3 separate regions of the Mus musculus genome follow, and all the other regions are linked to region 2. A link is a contact called in public Hi-C and HiChIP or PLAC-seq data. All regions are on one chromosome and are shown on one strand. Each heading gives the region's core, a stretch centred on a gene start, on an enhancer-like site or on the middle of the called end of the contact. The rest is flanking DNA. Distances are from core to core; before and after follow the strand shown. Region 1 overlaps Elovl6 (ELOVL family member 6, elongation of long chain fatty acids (yeast)). Region 2 overlaps Enpep (glutamyl aminopeptidase). Region 3 has its middle 20 kb from the start of Gm35787.

The links. HiChIP or PLAC-seq counts read pairs in DNA pulled down with a chosen protein or histone mark. Hi-C and Micro-C count contacts between places; a contact is called where the count stands out from the background.
Region 1: a contact with region 2 is called in a CTCF HiChIP or PLAC-seq map of pro-B cells, with 15 times the contacts expected there. The contact joins two enhancer-like sites. A contact is called at or near these places in 2 of 15 datasets of contacts at CTCF or cohesin (large pre-B cells and pro-B cells), 2 of 484 Hi-C or Micro-C datasets (3T3-L1-derived adipocytes and pro-B cells), 5 of 115 datasets of contacts at active chromatin or transcription factors (acute myeloid leukemia and embryonic stem cells) and 2 of 9 other capture datasets (adipose tissue and liver).
Region 3: a contact with region 2 is called in a Hi-C map of the 63-12 cell line, with 2.7 times the contacts expected there. The contact joins two enhancer-like sites. A contact is called at or near these places in 3 of 15 datasets of contacts at CTCF or cohesin (CD8 T cells, embryonic stem cells and stem cell-derived epiblast-like cells), 19 of 484 Hi-C or Micro-C datasets (the 63-12 cell line, CD8 T cells, the MPC-11 cell line and 9 more), 4 of 115 datasets of contacts at active chromatin or transcription factors (CD8 T cells, acute myeloid leukemia, differentiating embryonic stem cells and 1 more) and 4 of 9 other capture datasets (adipose tissue, embryonic stem cells, liver and 1 more).

The regions. Positions count from the first base shown.
Region 1 is chr3:129,551,598-129,556,132 of GRCm38.p6, reverse strand. The region is part of intron 2 of Elovl6 (ELOVL family member 6, elongation of long chain fatty acids (yeast)); the gene reads right to left. Among named protein-coding and RNA genes, the nearest start is that of Gm35986, 21 kb to the right of the region's middle. Within about 2 kb of position 2,377, at least 130 of the 459 cell types and tissues checked have an H3K27ac peak or open chromatin away from gene starts, as enhancers often do. A contact at or near this core is called in pro-B cells, where this site is marked.
Region 2 is chr3:129,307,256-129,311,750 of GRCm38.p6, reverse strand. Enpep (glutamyl aminopeptidase) reads left to right here. Exons shown (of 20, transcript NM_007934.3): 5 at 1,828-1,982; 6 at 2,616-2,729. Among named protein-coding and RNA genes, the nearest start is that of Enpep, 23 kb to the left of the region's middle. Within about 2 kb of position 3,105, at least 29 of the 459 cell types and tissues checked have an H3K27ac peak or open chromatin away from gene starts, as enhancers often do. A contact at or near this core is called in the 63-12 cell line and pro-B cells, where this site is marked.
Region 3 is chr3:129,441,374-129,445,334 of GRCm38.p6, reverse strand. No RefSeq gene overlaps it. Among named protein-coding and RNA genes, the nearest start is that of Gm35787, 20 kb to the right of the region's middle. Within about 2 kb of position 2,399, at least 4 of the 459 cell types and tissues checked have an H3K27ac peak or open chromatin away from gene starts, as enhancers often do. A contact at or near this core is called in the 63-12 cell line, where this site is marked.

The DNA.
Region 1 (4,535 bases), core at 1,128-3,627, 250 kb before region 2:
TACATCTGTCTGGGGACTCCACCAGACTGGGCTGGAAACCTGACTCACTGACAGGCCCACACACAATACTCTGCAAGTTATTTACCTCTGTCCCCATCCTGTTTTCAGGGCTCAATCACAGGGACCAACTTCACAAAACCCAAGGTGGCATACTGTCCCCAAAGCCCTCGGTAGACACAGGGTAAGCGCTCCATAATTAGATAATATCCTTGGTAAATGCCCGATACAAGTCCCTAACTAAGCATTTCCAGAAGGCACAGTCCAGGTTCCTTCCATCTTCATAAAAGCACAACAAAGAACTTAAGCCACCTCCCAGGCTCCACATGGAAAGGAAGACAACTGTTTTCTTTTCATCTCATTTTTACTGCCTGTAATTGTTTCCTAACCCAGAATTTAAAAGCAGGCTTTAATGATTTAAATTTGACGGAAGACGAGGACTGCCCTTCTTAGTACCCTGTGGAAAAGGATTTTAGGTGAAGGTTGCCATTATAAATGGAGATGGAACCTGATTTTTACCTTTTGTTTTCTCAGGGCCTTGCTGTGGGCCCACCCTCTGTCCCACAAAACTTAAACTTAGGATAGTACTTCCCACCAGAGTAGTCAAACCTCATTGCTAAAAATTCACCTCGAGAAGATCAGACTTAAAATGTCATCGCTCTGGGTGGGTATAACCAAGCTACACTGGATACATGCACGAAGTTGTCCAAGAATAGTAAAAGATATTCTTTTAAAAACTCAGCACTTAGCCGGACAGTGGTGGCGCATGCCCTGTAATCCCAGCACTTGGGAGGCAGAGGCAGGCGGATTTCTGAGTTTGAGGCCAGCCTGGTCTACAAAGTGAGTTCCAGGACAGCCAGGGCTACACAGAGAAACCTTGTCTCAAAAAACCAAAACCAACCAAACAAACAAACAAAAAACTTAGCAGTTTTGCATGTGTGTGCATGTGCACACTGCAGTCAGGCTCAAGACTGGGACCATCTCCAACCAGATGGCACATGCTCACTGGGGTCAAGCAAGATGGTGACTGGCCTCCTTTGACTTCTGTACTACCTTAAAGTAAGTACCTTTTCCTCGGTTTTGCTGGTCACAATATTTTCACTTACAATGGCCCCTAAAACTAAAATGCTGTAAAATGTATAATCCTCTTAAGCACAAAGATGAGACACATTTTGTAAAGAAACACATTAAATGAGCTGCTTTGTCAAGTGAGCTGGTGGCAGTGAACAGATGATATATATACAAGTTGTCTTTAACCGAAGCACACATAAAATAAGGTTACACATTGACCAGTCAGTCAAGTGTTTGACTAGAGACTCTCAGAAACCTACCTCTGTATCTCCCCTGGGAGCAATGGCTCAGGACTCCCCATGTACTGAGCAAACATACAGGTTTGAGAAGAAAGAGCAAGGTCCACCTGCATACCTGTGCACTGAAATATTCCCTCTGACCTACTTCTCCACCTACACACAACAGACAGGGTGGGACTTAAGAGAGGCCTCAACAAGCCTGAGACAGGCATTAAATGGAAGCAAGGCCATGTGATGGCTGCAGACCAGTTTTCTGGGAGTGTGAGTAGCAGGGCAGCAACATCCGCCTCGACTCCTGGCCCTGACAACTCCCAGCGTTGGCACTGATGGGTACCACCTACGGCTAACTAACACCCACTGTTAGCCAATCCTAGGACATTCAGTCTACATACGCTGAAAGACTGTAACAGGAAACTTAATTCGACCTGAGGACGAGACTAATTCCTGATCTGATCTCAGAATATATTAAACAGTCTAAGTCAGCCATCGCCGGCTGCATTCTGCCCAAACAACTCCTGAACTATAAAAAAGAAAACAAAAGCTTTCTTAACTGGCTGGCCCTGATGCTCGGGAGACGTTAGGAGTGCTGGCACAGGCTAGGAGCCCCTGCATATCAGGAGGTTAAAGTAGGAAGACACAAGATTGAGACCAGCCTGGGTTACACGATGAAACTGTATCAAATGTGAAACAAGGAACTAAAGCTTGCAATATAATTTTTAAAAAGTCTTAAAGGGGGTGCAACGCCATTCCGATATTTTAAATCCGTACTTCCATAATAACGAGTTCTACATTTAATCACGATTCAAATAATGGAAGTTTCACTGATTTTGCAGTCTTTCTGAGTTAGACTTGGCGAGTTTCCTGTCGCCCCTAGCTTTCCTGGTGGACTAAACCCTCAAACCAACAGAGCCTCGCCACACGTCTGTTTTCCTGTCAGTTCAGACACAGATGGGAAATTACAGGTACAGGATAAATGTGCACCCAAGATGTTTCTACATACTGTACCACCAATGTCACCAAACTAGCATTTAAACCCATGCCGAAAATGTGACACGAGACAATGCTGTCCCTGAGTACAAGCAACTGCTAAGACATCGTGATACGTTCCTTTCTTGATAAGATTGTCAGTGGACCACTTGATATACAAATAAAAATTCTACATGGAATTCCTGCTTGTATTATAAACAAAATTTATTTAAAAACAACAACAACAAAAAGAAAAGAAAAGGGGAGGGGAGGGGAGGGGAGAGGAAAGAGAAGAGAAGAGAAGAGAAGAGAAGAGAAGAGAAGAGAAGAGAAGAGAAGAAAGGGGCTGAGGGGTGGCTCAGTCAGTAACGTGTTTACCAGGCAGACATGAAGATCTGGGTTTGAGCCTCAAAAACCACACAGGAAAAGGGCAGGCTCGTGCTTGGCTCCCCGGGACTTGGGGGCCAATCAAGCCAGCCATATCAGCACGTTCCGGGTTAGTGAAAAAACCATAAGGCGGGGACTACGGAGATGGTGCAGCAGCTAGGAGAGCCTGCTGCTCCTCCAGAGGACCAAGACAGGGTAGCTCACAACAGCCTTTGACTCTAGCTTCAGAGGATCTGACTTCTTCTGGCCTTGGTGGACACTTGCACATACGTGTCATACGTTTACACAGACACACATAAAGATAAATAAAAACAATAAGAATAAAGCTAAAAAAAACAAAACAAACCCCAAACCCAAAAATTGAACATTTCCTAAGAAATGACACCTATGGCTTATCCGTGCCCAAAGGCTTTAAACCCTTTCAAGCACAAACCAAGGGAATTCAGCGCTGTAGCTCAGTGGTTGAGAGCTTGCCTAGCACGACTGAAGATCCTGGGTTCTATACTCAGTACAGAGGGAGGGAGGGAGGGAGGGAAACATCCCAGGATATGAAATTGTTTTGTCCTCCCTGTGAGCCAAGGTGAACGTTCTGACTTTCCACAGTTGCAATAGGAAGCCTATGAGGATGTGAAACAACTGGGTAAATTTTTAAATATTTAAACATTTTTTTAAAAAAAATCAATGTTAACATACTTACAGCTTATATCCATGTAGCACTACTGAATGCTTTACTTACATAAACTCAGACACCAGCACAGCAACCCTACTGGCAAGTTTTCTCATGTGGAAAAGTCAGTTTGCATCCAAAGAGGGTACTCCTGCCCACATATCCTGCTTCCTGCCCCCTCGCCAGCTTCCTGCCCGGCTCCAGCTGTGAAACCACCTTTACCTCGTGAAAGCCACTTCTGCACAGTGCTCTGATTCCTCTCTTCACAGACCCTGCCACACTGCCTGTCTCTGGTGCTGAGACCTGAGTCCCTCACGGTCCCTCCCGGCTGCTGGGCCTGTCCGTCCAAGGCATGAAGAGGGCTAATCATTCCATTCCTCCAACAGTCCATGTCAGCCCTTGGAGCCCTCCATCTCAGATGTTACAGTAATCATTTGTTTGCACTTGGATTTTTTAAAGGGATGGGCTTGATTTCTCCGCAGGTGATTCAAGCCAGATTAGACAATATTTAAGGCAAATTTATTGGGAAGCTGCTCTTGGGAGAGGTCACTGGCCCCAAGGATTGAGGTCAAGGGAGTCTCCGGAGGGCAGGGGGTGGCTGAATAGGGAGAGAGGAGGGAGGGAGAGCCCAAAATGTCTGCATTATATAGGGAGGAGCCTCTGGGGGAAGGGCAGCCCAGCCCCTGGGCTAGAAAGTTCAAGGTTGGGGGTGGGTCAAGCCAGATAGGGACTGATGGAAGTGAACCTGGAGGTCAGGTCTGCTTTGATATGTAAAATACGCACTCCAGCCCCGGATCTAGAAGTTGAAAGCAAACACCTTTGCTTACCAATACAACTGTCATATTAAATAACACTATGATAGAATGATTTGATAGTTTTAAATAGAAGAAAAATGAGGGGGAGGGGAAGAGTCCAGGGTCCCCCCCACTCCCCCAAAAAATCAAACACTTTTTCTAAGTGGATCAATGTCACGTGTAATTCCCAAGGCACCAACAGTCAATGAACTTAAAAAGAAAGTCCAACTTTACAATCCCTTCCTCAGAGGAAGGCGGGTCAGAGTTCTCTGGAATGCAGAATCAGGTCCGGCTGCAGCAACGCAGAGGTTGGATTCACAGGATTTAAGCATTTTTTTCCCCCACTTTCGTTAGGAAGGCAGTTCTTATGCTCTATTTTTAGAGCTTAAAGAGTAATTCACATTTAACACCAGT
Region 2 (4,495 bases), core at 1,856-4,355:
ACAGAGAATCCTTGTCTTGGAGAAAGAGAGAGAGAGAGAGAGAGACAGAGACAGAGACAGAGACAGAGACAGAGACAGAGAGACAGAGAGAGAGGCAGACAGACAGACAGAGAGAGAGAGACAGAGAGAGAGAGGCAGACAGACAGACACACAGAGAGAGGCAGACAGACAGACAGACAGACACACACACACAGAGAGAGAGAGAGAGAGAGAGAGAGAGAGAGAGAGAGAGAAAACCAAGAATCTACTTCCCTATCTAGTATCTACCACCTTAATAAATTCCGTAGAAGGCAAAAGGCACGGTGGCTCTGTGTGTGTACACCCCCACATCTCATTTTCACTTCAATGGTCCTTTATACCACATATAAATTATGAGAGGAAACAGAAAGACAAGTAGCTTTCTACCAGACTCAGAGGAAAATTCCGAATGTTACAGGAACTGGAATGCAGAGTTCATTGTCTTTGTCTCACTCCTTGTGATCACGGTGACCCCAGATGCAGAATTCACACCAGTCTCTCTCTCTCTCTCTCTCTCTCTCTCTCTCTCCCTCTTCTCTTCTCTCCCATGTGCTTCCCTGGGTGTCTTTAACACTTTCAGATTTATCTGTATACTAGAGCCTTTGGAAGTGATGTCCTCACTCATATCAAAAGGTAATTGAATTGACATTAATTAATTATAATGTCCGTGTTCACTAGAGAAGAGATTGCATGCATTTGCTCAAGGATTTGTGCAAATTGTACTTTCCAACATTGTAAAAACTGTTGGCTATAGGGTCATACTTTCCCAAGCTTGAGGGCTATTCTTATGCCACAGTAAGAGCGACCCCTACAATGAGAACATGACAAGAAAATCACGACTCTTACCTTGATTTTCAATGAATATATATATATATATATATATATACACTATTCTTTCATACAAATCTTTAAGAAATTTTAATCAAAAAGGCCTCTTTCTTACATGTTAGAATGAAATTTCACTTATTTAAAATTTTGTGCCTCATTTAAATTATAGTAGTAATAAAAATTATATTCAGGTTACAGTTCATTAGCTTGGGAAGCTGTATTCCCTGATAATCGGTGTTTTTCCTGTATGCAGATTTAATGTGGAAGTGTTCAATGTTGCTTCCCTTTGTTGGGTGTTATTTCTAAAATCCAGAGAAAATAGGACAGAAATTCCTGTGACCTGGATAAAAAAATAGAGAGAGAAATTGGTCAATTCCATGTCCTTCTAGCTTATTTAAAATACAAAGGAAGATGGCAAAGGGAAGGTGGAGGAAAAGAGGAAAGGGACATTAGATTGGCCGAGAATCAGACTGTCCTTAAATTGTACATCACTCGGGTTTCTAAGTCTGTGTCCTTGACATGCAAGCTGTCTCTCTGAACTCACATGTTCTGTCTTCTCAGTTCTCATTTAAAGGCTTCACTCTTTTTTTTTCCCTAACACTGTATCCCCCAAATAGGTGCTGTTTATAACCAACGTCATAAATAAAAGATGGGGGAAAGTAATAAAAATGAATTACTGTAAAGAGAAGAAAAGACATAAAACCAGAGAGGCTTGGAATAAAAGAGCAGTCATGTAATCCTTCAGAGAAAAGGGAGGGCTAGGGAGGGACGACACACTGAAGTCTGGAGGCTACAGGAACTTCTCCGTGGGAATGTTGAGAGCATTAGGACTGAGTTTGTGCACAAACGATTTCTGCCTCTCACTCTGAAACATTATTTTTAGCCTTAAAAAACAAAGTCAACCAAAGAAGTTAATTTGGTAAGAGACGCTGTGAACAAGTGGAAAGAATGCATTTCTCACCAGACTGTCTTTTTCCACAGATAAAATTGCTATTCCAGATTTTGGCACCGGCGCCATGGAAAATTGGGGACTTGTCACTTACCGAGAAACAAACCTGCTTTACGACCCCCTACTATCGGCCTCATCTAACCAGCAGAGAGTGGCCAGCGTGGTTGCCCACGAACTTGTACACCAGGTAGAGAGGGCCTCCCTGAAACAAATCCACTTGCTTTTTAAAACTGGCCTCTTTCCACAGCAGTAATACAAAGTGTGGATGACTAACGAAGTGAAACAGACCCACTCAGAACATCCCACGTGAAAGCTAGTCTAAGCCTTCACTAATATTTTACTGCACAGAAACTTTCCAGCGGTTCTCAACCTGTGGATGGTCACCCGGTGGGTGTCAAATGACCCTTTCACAGAGGTTACCTAAGACCATCAGAAAGCACAGATATGTCTATTATGATTAATAGCAGTAGCAAAATTAGAGTTACAAAGTAGGAACAAAAAATAATTTTATGGTTGGGGTCACCACAACGTGTGAAACTGCATTAAAGGGTGGCAGCATTAGGAAGGCTGAGAACCACAGTTTTAGACTGTTTTGCATTTAATAAAAACACAAGAGACCTTCCTATAACATTATATATTCCTTAAATTATATTAATAAACTGGAGAATTTAACATTCCTCAAATCAAGATGAAGTGGGAAATACATGTTAGGTACAATACTGATTGCTTCTGTGTCAGTTACAAATCCACGCCATGAAATTTCCTAGCACCTCCCTACTGCGAGAGTAAGCATCTATTTCCCCGTTGCTTTTCATTTCAGTGGTTTGGAAATACTGTGACCATGGACTGGTGGGACGACTTGTGGCTAAATGAAGGATTTGCTTCGTTCTTCGAGTTCTTGGGAGTAAACCACGCAGAAAAAGACTGGCAGATGGTGAGTCCTAACACAATCTGAATCTGTTTCTTCGTGGAAACCCAACTGAAGCCTTTGACAGAGGTCTAGGATCAGTGTCAAATATCCGTTGTGAAGGTAGTCAGAAGCCAGGAGCCAGGAACTTCCCCTGAGCTGCTCTTTGCCAAGAGCCTTTACCTGGTCATTGAGGCAGTAGGGAGCCATAGACAAACACCTGTCTAGATGGGGGATCAGGGCAGAAAGTGTAAGAAACGCCCACCTTGCATTTCCAGGAAGTAGGGTGTCAGCCCTTCCCAAGTCTTATTTTATAAGCTCTTTGACTTGAGCTGGTTGCTGCAAGGCTGTGATGTGGTGAAAACTTAGCAGTTAGGTGCAAGCTCACATCCTAAATGCATCAGCTCTCAGATGCACAGCAGGAAGCCTGGCCACAAGCGAGGTGCACGCTCTTCTCTGGGTCAGCTCTCCCTTTCATGTCCGATGAGAGCATTGTTCAGTATCAAGTAAGCGTTCAAGTTGTCAAACTGTAGGCTTAGTGAACGTTCTCAGTGTGCTCTCAAGGGACCTGGAATAAAACTTTCCAGGATTGCTACAGAATTTTCTTTAGGAAAATTAAGCCTTTTCTGTTTGTATTTAGATCGTGTAAGTATTCGTCTCTGGCTGAATATATGCATGTGTGTTCACTCCATAGATGTGTATACCTATCTCTGTGTAGATGTAGATTACCATGAAGTATGTAGAATACTGCCCTCTACTGGACTAGTTTGTGACATTGAGTAACTTACCTTGTCTGCATCCCTTTAAAAAGAACTGCCTCGTCCAGTTGTTGTAAAGGCGAACAATAAAGTGTATTTAAAGGGCTTAGTCTCCCACGTGAATTTGATAAAGAAATAACAAGACTGCTCAACTTGGAGTTATTTTTATCTTTCTCTGACTTCTGAAAGTATTTTTAAGTGACCTCTAAACTCCAATGCTTCCTAAGTGTCGCTGAAAAGCTACTAAAGGGCAAATTTAAAAATACAGGAGCACACCATCCAACAGAAGTTTAACTTCCCTGGGGCGCAAGAGTCTATAACAGTTTTCCTTTTTCAACTTTAAAACTTTTTTTTTTCCCTGCCTCCTGCCTCTTCCCCCCATCTCCTCACTGTCCCAACTTTTCCTTCTCAATTTTATGTCCTTACAAAACAAACAGCAAACAAACAAATGAAAATACACTCGGGTGTAGGACCAGCTACTGGAACATGGGGTAGACTTTCCAGGGCCACATTCCTGAAGAAAAATGGAACCCTCCCCTGCATAGCTGCCATCAATGGGGGTGGGGCAGCTCCTAAGCTAGGGGTACATAGCATAAGCTCTCCCCAGTCCAAGCTGGGAAGTTTGGTTGACTTGATCTTGTCCCTGTAGTCCCAGCTGCTGATGTAGGTTAAAAAGTTTTAAGAAGCAATTGTTGTAAATCCTACCCCCCCCCCAGGACTCCCCCTCCCCGCTTGAATCCACAGAGATCTGTCTACCTCTGCCTCCAGAGTGCCGAGATGAAAGGAGTGTGCCATCAGCCTGTCCCTTGGGAAATCTATCTTTTACATTAAATACTTGCATCCCCCCTAACCTTCTTTGAAAGGTGAGGGGAACTGCTCTGCAAAGTTGAGTCTTTAAACAATTTACATCAGGGTTTTTCCACCCGGGAACTATTAACATTTGGGGCAATGCTTTGTTTCATGGGCCTCCCTATGCAGTGCACACTAGCCAGTTCCTGTCACACTCTCTACTGCTAGCTCCCCTGTCCCAGTGGT
Region 3 (3,961 bases), core at 1,150-3,649, 130 kb before region 2:
CAATATCCAAATATCCAGTGTCTCGAACAAAGTTTTCTCTGTAATTGGCACCTAGCACATATTTGCTGAATAGGTGAGTTAGCACTAAGGGTTATTTCTGAAGAGAAAGATGAAACTGTAATTTGATGGTTTGAAGGACTAGAGATGGGTAGATTGCACTGAAAGTAGAATTGTGATTAAATTATGAATAGGAACCAGGGAAGGAGAAATAGAGGCATTGGAAGGATGAAGGGACACTTAGAATAACTCAGAATAAGACTCCAGGACACCAAAGAGGGCAGGGTTCGGGTTACACGTCAGAGTCAGAGTGAGAAAGATCACCCAGTGACTGAAGGCTGAAGAGACATTCTGTAGAGAGCTTCTGTTCTCTTGAAATGGGGAATGCTAGCCAAGAATGGGGAAGAAGCAATAGACACAGAGTGGATCTGAAATAGCCATGGTGAGCATTTGTAGGGGGCTGGGGATTCATCAGTGTGTTTCTGGGTTTTGAGACAGGTTGCCAGGCACGTGCGGTTTCACTGGGGTGAGCCATGGCTCCTTTATTCCTCTTCCATCACACACTGCCTGTATGTGAGTCTTGGATAAACGGGTTGCTCAGTGTGACCCAGTGAAGATGCACAAGGCATCTTTACAAAGGAGAATCATTATGGCAGCAACCACTGACAAAGGTGCTGTTTGAAAGCAGGGGTCCAGGTATGGAAGGTTGGGAATAGCAGGTCAAAGTTCTGTTTTCAGGTCAGCAAGGTTTCCAATCAGGGATTTCACAGAGCTGGAATGATTAAAGAGTGAGAAACAACTGAAAATGATTAAAAAAAAAACATTATTAGGTACAGTCTAGAATACATTGAATATCAAAATAGCTACTCTGGGGTGATTTAGCAACACATCTGTGTTTTGAGAAAGATCAGAGGACATTTGGCTTGACTTCTCCAGGTCAGATCAAAGGCCAAACTCTTAATTGAACAGTAGCTCTGCCACAAATGAACACTGTGCATCTTCTTTTAGTTGACCTCCCTACTGCTTTAGAAGAAACAAAAAAGGGAAATGAATTTATACATATAGGTAATACACCACATATGCAAAGCAACCAGCCGACACGGGATACAACGAATCATCTGCTTTTTATTGTTGCTGTTACCGATTTTTGCTTGTCTCTATCCTAAGACATTTGATAGGCAGGAAATCTTAAACTGTTATCTTAAAGCACAAGCGTGATGTATCTGCATAGCAAAGGTCCAAAGAACTGACAAGATCCAATGCTGTGAGGACCCGAAGCGGCAGGACGTCTCAGGCGTCGCCAATGGAAATGCACTTTGGAGAGATAATTTGGAAGATTTAGATAAATTAGATGTTTCTAGCAGCATAAGTCACAGTTACTAAAATGTTCTACAGTAGGAAAGTGAACAAATAAGTGATGGTCTATTACTCACCATTGAAAAGGAGTATTTTTTTTCAAGCCACAAAAGCATAGGAGAAAACTTCAAATACCTACAATGCAGTGAAGAAACCAATGTGGAAAAATCTACATACTATATACAGAGTATATTATATATGAATCCTACTATATGACATTCTGAAAAGGTCAAAACTGTGGAGACAGTTAATACAAAAAAGATGACTGATAACCAAGGGCCAGGGAGAAATGAAGATGAACAGATAGAACACGTGGGGTTTACAGGGCAAATAACGATCCTGTGACACACCAAAATGATAGATTCATGCTACTTGACATTTCTCAAAGCTCATAGAGCATGCAATGCTAACAGCGAGACCTAAGGTAGATCAATGGTGAGTGATTAGAAAAATAGCGGTCAACTCATTGTGTAGTACAGTCTATCCATCTACATAGAACAGAAGTATCGATATGACCTTAATATTTCTGTTTTCCTTGATGCCATTCCTCTTGGACTAGAAGAAATAACACCCACATTGGACTTTTCCTATCATCTTTGGTCAGCATGCTGATGGATCTTGTCCATAAGTAGCACAGAGGTGACTATCACTCAAGAAAGACACATGGGGTTCAGATAGCTGATGGAGTGGCCTTGCTCTGAGCTAGCAGCTGTATGACCAGAGGCTGCAGTGCTTGGCTGGTCACTACAGAAGTATGTGGAAGACGCTGCTGGGGATATTCTACTACCATATAGGCTGTTTGCTTTGAACACTTCATGTCTTCTTTGCCCAACCTCTGGCTTCCTGGAGTCCAGCATCCATGCTGTTACCCACCTCTGTGTTCTGTAGTGCACCTGTGTTGTGAGCATGCTCTGTCAGAAAGGTGGCGCATGGGTGTCTTTCCACAATGTCAGAATAAAGGAAGATCCTCCCGAGCCAGGGCCCCAAAACAAGACCAAGGTTCCAGGAAATCTGCTGCCCATGGAATTCCTAGAAAGCATCTAACACCCAACCCACCACGTGCCCTGAACCTGGAGGTTGCAAAACAGCCGATCTGACTTCTCTGCTGCCACCCTGCAATCTTGAAAAACAGTTCATCTGGGTCTGGCAAAGCTGTGTCTTCTCCCCCTCCGTGCCCTCCAATACAAAGACTCAGCACAGCATGGTGCTCTGGCTCCTCAGACCCTGTGCCTCAGGATCTCAGGGGCACTGCCTCTCAGACCAGTACAAACCTGCTTTCACCATAGAGGCTGATCTGATTTCTCATTCAGTCACTTCTCTCTGCCAGTTCATTTTTTGCATTTTCTTATTCAGAAGTTACTGAATTTCAATATATCACCAGGAGCGATGCTTTCAATGGCAGCGTGTTCTCAGAGAGACCCGCTTTCCTAAGGAGTCTAGGGTGATGGACACAGGTTTCCTATTTCAGTGTTAACTGCAATTTTAGCTTTTTTTTTTTAAAAAACAGATTTATTTATTTATTTATTTATTTATTTATTTATTTATTTATTATATGTCTGAAGACACTGTAGCTGTCTTCAGACACTCCAGAAGATCTCATTACAGATAGTTGTGAGCCACCATGTGGTCGCTGGGATTTGAACTCAAGACCTTCAGAAGAGCAGTCAGTGCTCTTAACCTCTGAGTCATCTCTCCAGCCCTGCAATTTTAGCTTTAATAGCACTCATATCACACAGTAAATATAGCAGTATATATGTATATATGTGTATACGTGTATATGTATACTACATAAGTACTGTATAGTATATATTATTATAGAACCCATATATACTAGATATATTGGTTAAATAATCAAATGAAGGGCTAAAGGGGCTGTCTTTGTAACTTTTCTATAGCTGTGAAGAGACACCATGACCAAGGCAACTTACAGACTTAGGGATGACAGTTTCAGAGAGTTAGAGTCCGTAATCATCATGGCGGGGAGCATGCCAGCAGGCAGGTCCATATGGTGCTGGAGCAGTAACTGAGACCTTTTATGCCAAGACACAACCATGACACAGAGAAGACTAACCTGAAGTGGCATGGGCTTTTGAAACCTCAAGATTCACCTCTAGTAACACAGCTCTTCCCACAAGATGTGCTTCTTAATCCTGAACGGTGAACACAAACTGGTGACCACACATTCAAACACGTGAGCCTACGGGATCCACCCTCCTTCAAGCCCCCACAGCGGCCGCTGCAGAGTTTCAAGAGATCTCAGGAGCGGGAAACGGTGTCTGTAGGGACAATAACCTAGAGCAGCTGCAGGGAGCGGAACACTGCTGTAGAGTCGACTTGGTGTGGGCCGCAGGTGAAGGGTGAGTGAGTCCAGCTGAAGATGCCGAAGGGCAGGACTGAGTTCCAGATGGAGGAACGGGAGCCGGATGGAGGTCTAGACAGCTGACTAGGAAGATGGATAAATGGCTGTTGAATAGGCTATGTCAATAGTGGGAGGTGAGCTTATCTGATCCCCAGAGACAATTGGACGTTCTCTGCTTGTTGGTTTTAGGTGTACAGGCCAGGTGTCATGTGACAAGGTGGTGGGATTGCCAGCATCCCTGTTCTGGGT